Linked DNA regions of Mus musculus: region 2 is linked to region 1. The links are chromatin contacts, called in public HiChIP or PLAC-seq maps. All regions are on one chromosome and are shown on one strand. Each heading gives the region's core, a stretch centred on a gene start, on an enhancer-like site or on the middle of the called end of the contact. The rest is flanking DNA. Distances are from core to core; before and after follow the strand shown.

The links. HiChIP or PLAC-seq counts read pairs in DNA pulled down with a chosen protein or histone mark.
Region 2: a CTCF HiChIP or PLAC-seq map of CD8 T cells shows a contact between it and region 1, with 8 read pairs. The contact joins the enhancer-like site here to the promoter of Endou in region 1. A contact is called at or near these places in 22 of 39 promoter capture datasets (3T3-L1-derived adipocytes, the C10 cell line, the HPC-7 cell line and 16 more), 4 of 15 datasets of contacts at CTCF or cohesin (CD8 T cells, the NIH/3T3 cell line, large pre-B cells and 1 more), 66 of 484 Hi-C or Micro-C datasets (the AML12 cell line, CD4 T cells, CD8 T cells and 36 more), 28 of 115 datasets of contacts at active chromatin or transcription factors (CD8 T cells, the SCID.adh cell line, T-cell acute lymphoblastic leukemia and 22 more) and 4 of 9 other capture datasets (adipose tissue, liver, macrophages and 1 more).

What each region holds. Positions count from the first base shown.
Region 1 is chr15:97,729,766-97,732,773 of GRCm38.p6, forward strand. Endou (endonuclease, polyU-specific) reads right to left here and starts at 1,640. Exons shown (of 10, transcript NM_001168693.1): 1 at 1,450-1,640. The coding sequence starts at 1,504.
Region 2 is chr15:97,848,297-97,851,723 of GRCm38.p6, forward strand. The region is part of intron 1 of Gm33690 (a long non-coding RNA gene); the gene reads left to right. Among named protein-coding and RNA genes, the nearest start is that of Gm33690, 2.5 kb to the left of the region's middle. Within about 2 kb of position 2,080, at least 27 of the 459 cell types and tissues checked have an H3K27ac peak or open chromatin away from gene starts, as enhancers often do. A contact at or near this core is called in CD8 T cells, the G1E-ER4 cell line, the MNK3 cell line and 5 more, where this site is marked.

The DNA.
Region 1 (3,008 bases), core at 390-2,889:
CCATGGAAACCCAGTGAACCAAAAACCTTCACCTCCAAGACCAGCAGCTTCCTGCCTCTGTTTGCTTGAACCAGCCAAGGTCTTGGAAGGCATCTGGCTTGTAGACCATGGCCTGTGCCTGGCCATGACCCCTGGTGTGGCCAATACTTCGGTATCCATGTCTGAAGATGCTGGACGCTCACTCCTGCCCGCTGCTGTCTCTCCATCCCCTCTCCCCTCACCTCCCATCCATGTAACAGCAGAGGCTAACCATCACTTTCAGCCCTAGTAGCCCAGGGCTGCCTGAACCTCTAAAACCACTACAGCCATACCCTCGGGGACCTCCTCCAAGGACCAGATGTCTCCCACGCAGTCCTATCCCAAGCTCCTTGACCATCCATCCTCCTACACTAGTTAGTCCCACACGCTCTCCTCTATTCCCTCAGTGGGCAGACCTGAGGTAAGGTCCCGAGCTTACATAGGCTTCTTTCTTCTTCTTTCCCTTCCTCCTCTTCCATTCCAGCCCTAGGCAGAGCTGAGTCCTCGAAGAGATGCCTGTAGTGTTGAGAGCCATGGGAATGGCTTTTCCCCTCCATGCCTTCCCTATTTAGGAATCCCCCTGGGGTTTCTCTGTGCGTCCCCTGATGGGGAAGATCGCAAAATTCAGCTCCTCCTAGAAATCTTTATGCTACAGACCCAACAAGTCCCAACGGGCTGAGCCCTCGACTGCTCCTCCTGCCTTGACTTATCAGATCCTGTCCAGAGTCCGAGGCAGGAACACCCTGGGAGGCTGGAATGGCAGGAACTCTGACTCTCCTGGAGCTCAGCTCCCTCCCTTGGCTCTCCTCCCTACCACCCACTAGTCGCTAATTAACACAGCAGTAGCAGCTTTTGCACAGTTACAGAACAGGACAGTGTCCCTTTCCTCTTCCAGTCCCCATCTCCTTCCATCACTACCTGCAAATGCAAGGCCCATCCCTTCTCTACCTTTCAGCTCCCCTAACCTGGGGCAACCCCACCCCCACCCCATCACACTAACCAGTCATTTGTTCTTTCCCAAGTAGGACAGGGCTCACCTCTGAGTCAGGGGCTTTGGTTTCCTCCTGAGCCCACCCATCTCCTAACTCCCACCTATCACCAGGCAGCTGAAGAGCGAGTGACCAAGGGCATCCAGGTAACCCCAACTCAGCAACCTCCTTCCCTTCCAAACCATGTAGTAGCCCCAAGAAAACAAAACCTCATCCAAGTATGGAGTCTGGTTTTTCTAGTGATGTTGGAGCTGATCCTCCAAGATCTCAGCTCTGCAATCCCTCCACATCATTAGCCAACTTCAGAGCCTGATCCTGCAACCTCAAGCAAGGGCAGGTCAAATGGTCCACTGGGTTAGGACATCATTCATCCTGTTATGCCCCAGCACTCTGTTCTTTAGGCAACCCAGCCTACGCCCGTGCCCACCAGAGAATGACTTACCAGCCCAGGCTAGACCACAGAGCATAGCCACTATAAAAGGAACACGGGCCTTCATGATGCCACCTGCAGCAGAGCGGCCGTTGGACTTCCCACCACAATCAAGATGAACGTCACAGTGCCCAGATGAGCCGTATCCCTCAGGCCGATCCTTTTAAAGACACCAGGACTTGTGGATCTGGTGTGGCTGGATCCTTCCAGGAAGGAAAGGGGGGAGGGAGGGATCACAGATGGATAGGAGGTAGAGAGGAGGAGGAGGGGGAGGGGGAGGGGCCCCACAGCTGTTTGAAGCCTAAGAGAAGGTGACTAAGCAGGCAGGTCATGCCAGATGTTTAAAACAGGTAATGCTTGCTATTTGTAGCTGGAAAATAGGCCACACTAGCAGACGCAGCAAGATGAACCTAGTTTGGCAGGTTCTCTATTCAAGTGAGGAGCACTAATGTGTTCCTCTTTGGATGATCTATTTTAAACACCCACCTACCCCCAGTCCCAGACCTGGCCTGCTGGAGACTGTAGTTCTAGATTCCCATTCGAATGGCGGTGGTCACATAGCTGGTGCGTTTCTCATTCAGTATAGAAATCCCTTCCGTGATCCCAAGTGCTTGTGGGATTTTCCCTTGGGTGTCATCATGCTTGAAGAGGTAGAGGTGCATCCTCTCTGGACTGCTCATCTCCCCTCACAGATCTCGTTCTTAACCCCTAGGACTTTATAGCCTAAGATGGACCAGCACAGAGAAAATTAGTTAAGGGATCTGGAGGGAAAGACAGCAGGACACTAAGTCAGCAGTCATCAGCTCGTTCACGCAGAGGTAACTTGGGGAGAAACTTGGATTTCCTTCTGGCTAGGTTTTACAGCAACTTGGCACAAGTTAGGGTCATCTGCGAAGAAGATGCCCCCATAGGCAAACCCGTGAGGCGTTTCCATGGTGGATGACTGACATGGGAGGTCCAGCCCACTGTGGGCGGTGCCAACCTTGGCCACGTGGTCTTGGGTTGTATAAGAAAGCAGGCTGACCAAGTCACGGGAGCAAGCCAGTGAGCAGCGTTCCTCCATGGCTTCTACTTAAGTTCCTACCTTAGGTTCCTGCCCTCAGTGATGAGTTGTGACTGGAAGATTGTAAGACAAATTAAACCTTTTCCTCTTCAAATTGTTTCGGGTCGTTTTACCACAGCAATAGAAACCTTAATTAAGACGGATGCTCACAGCATTGTATACAAGCACCCAGAAAAGGTGGAATGCACCCCCAACAGGATTTTCTATCTGCTGGTCATCTAGGAACCCCACCGCTTCCCCTCCTCGGCTCTCTTGCAGCTAGATGCTCACTTAGGCTTCTATCTTGACAAGCTTTTCCAGGGAGCCACTATGGAAACTCCAGAAAACTGGGACCAGCGTGGGGAAGGATCCAGGGAGGTGCATGGTGAAGGGTGAGGGGAAAGAATGCTAAGGGAAAGAGGCCAAGGCTGCTAGGGCTCAGGGCAGGCAGCCATCAGAAATGTTGGAAGTGGGTATCCTGTTTGGTGATAGCTATCCAGCCGCCATTTTATACTAAGTGCTATGTTGT
Region 2 (3,427 bases), core at 830-3,329, 120 kb after region 1:
GTGACACCAAAACTTTTAAAACTCGATGTTTACTGTGGGAAAAAAAGGTCTTTGCAATGCTCACAGAGGTGGGCAGTCCACTGCGTCATGTTCATCCATCCACATGTTCGGCTGGATCTATGGAAGCCCTACTTTGTCCCAGTCTGGTAAACAAACTCGAAATGCATGCTGCCCTTCCTTCTATGGCACAGTGAAAGTGTGATGTTTACCCAAAGTGGGCAGGTGAGGTGGGGCAGGGGTGCAGGGTGGCAAAAGTCAGGAGGGGAGCTGGGAAAACCATGAAGTCTGAGATGGAGATTTAAGGAGCAAATGGAACTTGTCTTAGGAAACTATAAGGGTAAAGGACCAGGGGGTTTCTTGGGGGGGGGGCAGTGTGCAGAAAGCATACAGCATAGGCCCCAAGGGGTAGCCTCGGGGCCCCTGTGGGTCTTGGAGACTCTGCAATAGCAACCGTTTTCAGTTCCTTTCATAATAACACTACCAAGACAGTATTTACTTTTTCATTCCTATTCCTAATGATATAGTGCCTCCCCTCCCTCCAAGCTGCTTCTATGACTACTTGGGATGTCACACCAGGCTGAGTGCAGAAGCTGATAAAGAGTTTAACTGGCTTCTGTTATGTCCAACATTAAAGCGCTTTGGAAAACAGTATTCTTTGTCATTAAACTAGTGTTGCTCCAAAGAATGGTCCTTTTAATAACAATCGTTTAAATTAATGTCAGATAGATTCATTTTGTTATATTTAGAAAGGTAATAGTATTTACTTTAAATCCCTGTATTGATTTCTAATATCATAAATATTGCCATTTTTTCTTTTTTTTTTCTTTTTTTTTTTAGACAGTGTCTCATGTAACTCAGGCTGACCTCAGACTCTCAATGTAGCTTAGGCTGGCCTTGAACTCTTGATCCTTCTGCTTCCATCTCCTGCGTGCTGGGACTACAGCTGTCTACCATCACACCTAGCAGCTAGATATAATTTACAAAAGCAAAAGTTCTCAGGGTTCCTTCTCTTTGTGAGGCGAGAGAGTCCTCTGGCTGAGCATCTGAGAACTGCTGGGCCGCAGGCTCCAACACGCACAAGTAGAGAACTGGAACCTGTTGGATACAGCATTGGCCTGATCACTTTTAACATCTGGTGCAGGAACACAAGGACCCTGGAGAGATGAGGTGGGATTTACACTGCATGCTGGGATACGTGAGCGGGGAAAACGTGGCACAACCAAAGCCATCAGATCAGATCGGATTCTTTAAACTTGTGCAGCGTCTTCTTTCTCTGAGCGCGTACTACCGTCAACCTCCGGGGTGGGTGTGACCCACGCGCCATGACGTCAGGAGGTGGGGAGCGGTTGCTGCTGTCTGTTCTTTTCCGTCATTTATTGTTTTGTGGGGATGAAGTTGGAGAAGAAAGGACTGAGATGGAAGAAGCTGGTGACAGCAGTAACCATAGTCCTCTGTGTCTCAATTTGGATTCCACTCCCAGCTGCCCACAGTCTGGTTTGGTTGGGTCCAATTTGGCTTATTAAGTGGCTCACACGCCCTCTGGTGGCCAGATGTTTGAATGACACTTTCTTTAGCTGCTGATATTTAGGGAACAGAAGCCCCTAGCAAGAGGCAGAGATCTGAAGAAGAGGCCTAAGACATCATTTGGGGACAATCAAGCCTCCAAGAATCAGTGATCAGAGCATGGGAACAATGCCATCTATCTTAGGGCATATTTATTTGGTCACCCTGCAGCTCAGCAATGATGCTGGCAGGCCTTTATGGTCGATGGCTATGTGCCAGCTACTGTGATGAATTTCTTTTAAGATTTATTTATTTTATGTATATGAGTACACTGTAGCTGTCTTCAGACACACCAGAAGAGGGCATTGGATCCCATCACTGATGATTGTGAGTCACCATGTGGTTGCTGAGAATTGAATTCAGGACAGCAATCAGTGCTCTTAACCACTGAGCCCTTGTGATGAATTTTAACACACTTGTAGCAACAGTAACCCTTCAAGGTGGCTACTGTTACTGCTACCATTTATAGAAGAAGAAACTAAGGCTCAGAAGCATCATGTAACAACCTCAGGACTGGGTGTAGTAGTCTCCTCCTTTAACTGTTACTGTGGTTTCCACTGCTAGTGTCTCAAATGGTCTGTTTGTGAGTCTGTGCTTAGAAACTTTGGAAAGAACACACAATCAGCCTTATGGGCAGCCTGAGGCTTAGCTCACTCTCGGCACAAGTAGGTGGTAGAGGCCACAAATACAAGATCTTGACCTTAGGAGGCCCTGGTTTGAGGTGTCCAATGTTCTGGGGTAAGGGGAGGGGAACACCATCAGGTGCTTTCAGCAAAAGGACCTTGGGGGGCCGTTGCTGTAGGGTAGTAACTCCCCCTAGTGGTGGAGCTCCAGCTCAGATTTCTCTTCTGGGAGAGCCTCAAAGGACCCTGTGAAGGGGGATGTCTGCCTTCCCAGATCCACAAGGAAGCTACTGGGATAATTTTACCTTCTCCTCAAGTTTGAACAGTCCTCTGAAAAAGGTCTCTCCAGGGTAGATAAAATGTAAAGAAATATCTTTCACTCCTACCAGCCCTTGGTATATGTCAAGGACATGTCAAGGTCACCCCTAATTCTGGGGACAGCCTGTATCTAACGGCTCTTTGATGTAAAAGTGGAAAAAATCCATCTTCCTCAACTGGATATCATCCAAAGGCCAGCCCAACTCCAGGCTCTCCTTGAGAGGCATTAGGCCAATGGGATGTTTCCCAGCGCAGCTTCTCCCTCTGTCTCAAGCTACTTCTTGAGACCTCTCTCCAGTATGGAGAAGTCCTCTATGGCCCTCAAAGTACATTTTAGGGTATGCTTCTCCTGATCCCCATTCAAAACACTCCCCAGTATATGACAAGTGCAGATACAGGAGACTCGGAGCTGTTATCTGGAGTAGCGAGCCTCGCCCACAACATCTCCTCCCTCACACTACCAGGAGGATTGAGTTTGAAATTAGTCTGTGCTCAATAGTAAGTTCCAGGTCAGCCTGTGCTGTATGGTAAGACTCTGTCTCCAAAAATATAGCACTAGGGAAGACGGCTTGGGATGACCATCCCTGCCCAAAGGACATTATCCCTCATGGTAGCTCTGAGGCCACTGAGCACTGGTAACTCTGAGAGCCATGGTTTATCCAGTTAAAGAGTTGAATGCTCATTTCGTTTTTTTTTTTCCACAGTTATGAGACTCTTTTTTTTTTTCCTGAAATGTCTAGTAGAAACGCCCTTTTGTTTGTTTATTTTTTGTGGTTTTGAGACAGGGTCTCTCCACATAACCATTGCTGTCCTTTGGTTTTCTTTTCTTTTCTTTCTTTCTTCCTTCCTTCCTTCCTTCCTTCCTTCCTTTCTTTCTTTCTTTCTTTCTTTCTTTCTTTCTTTCTTTCTCTCTTTCTTTCTCT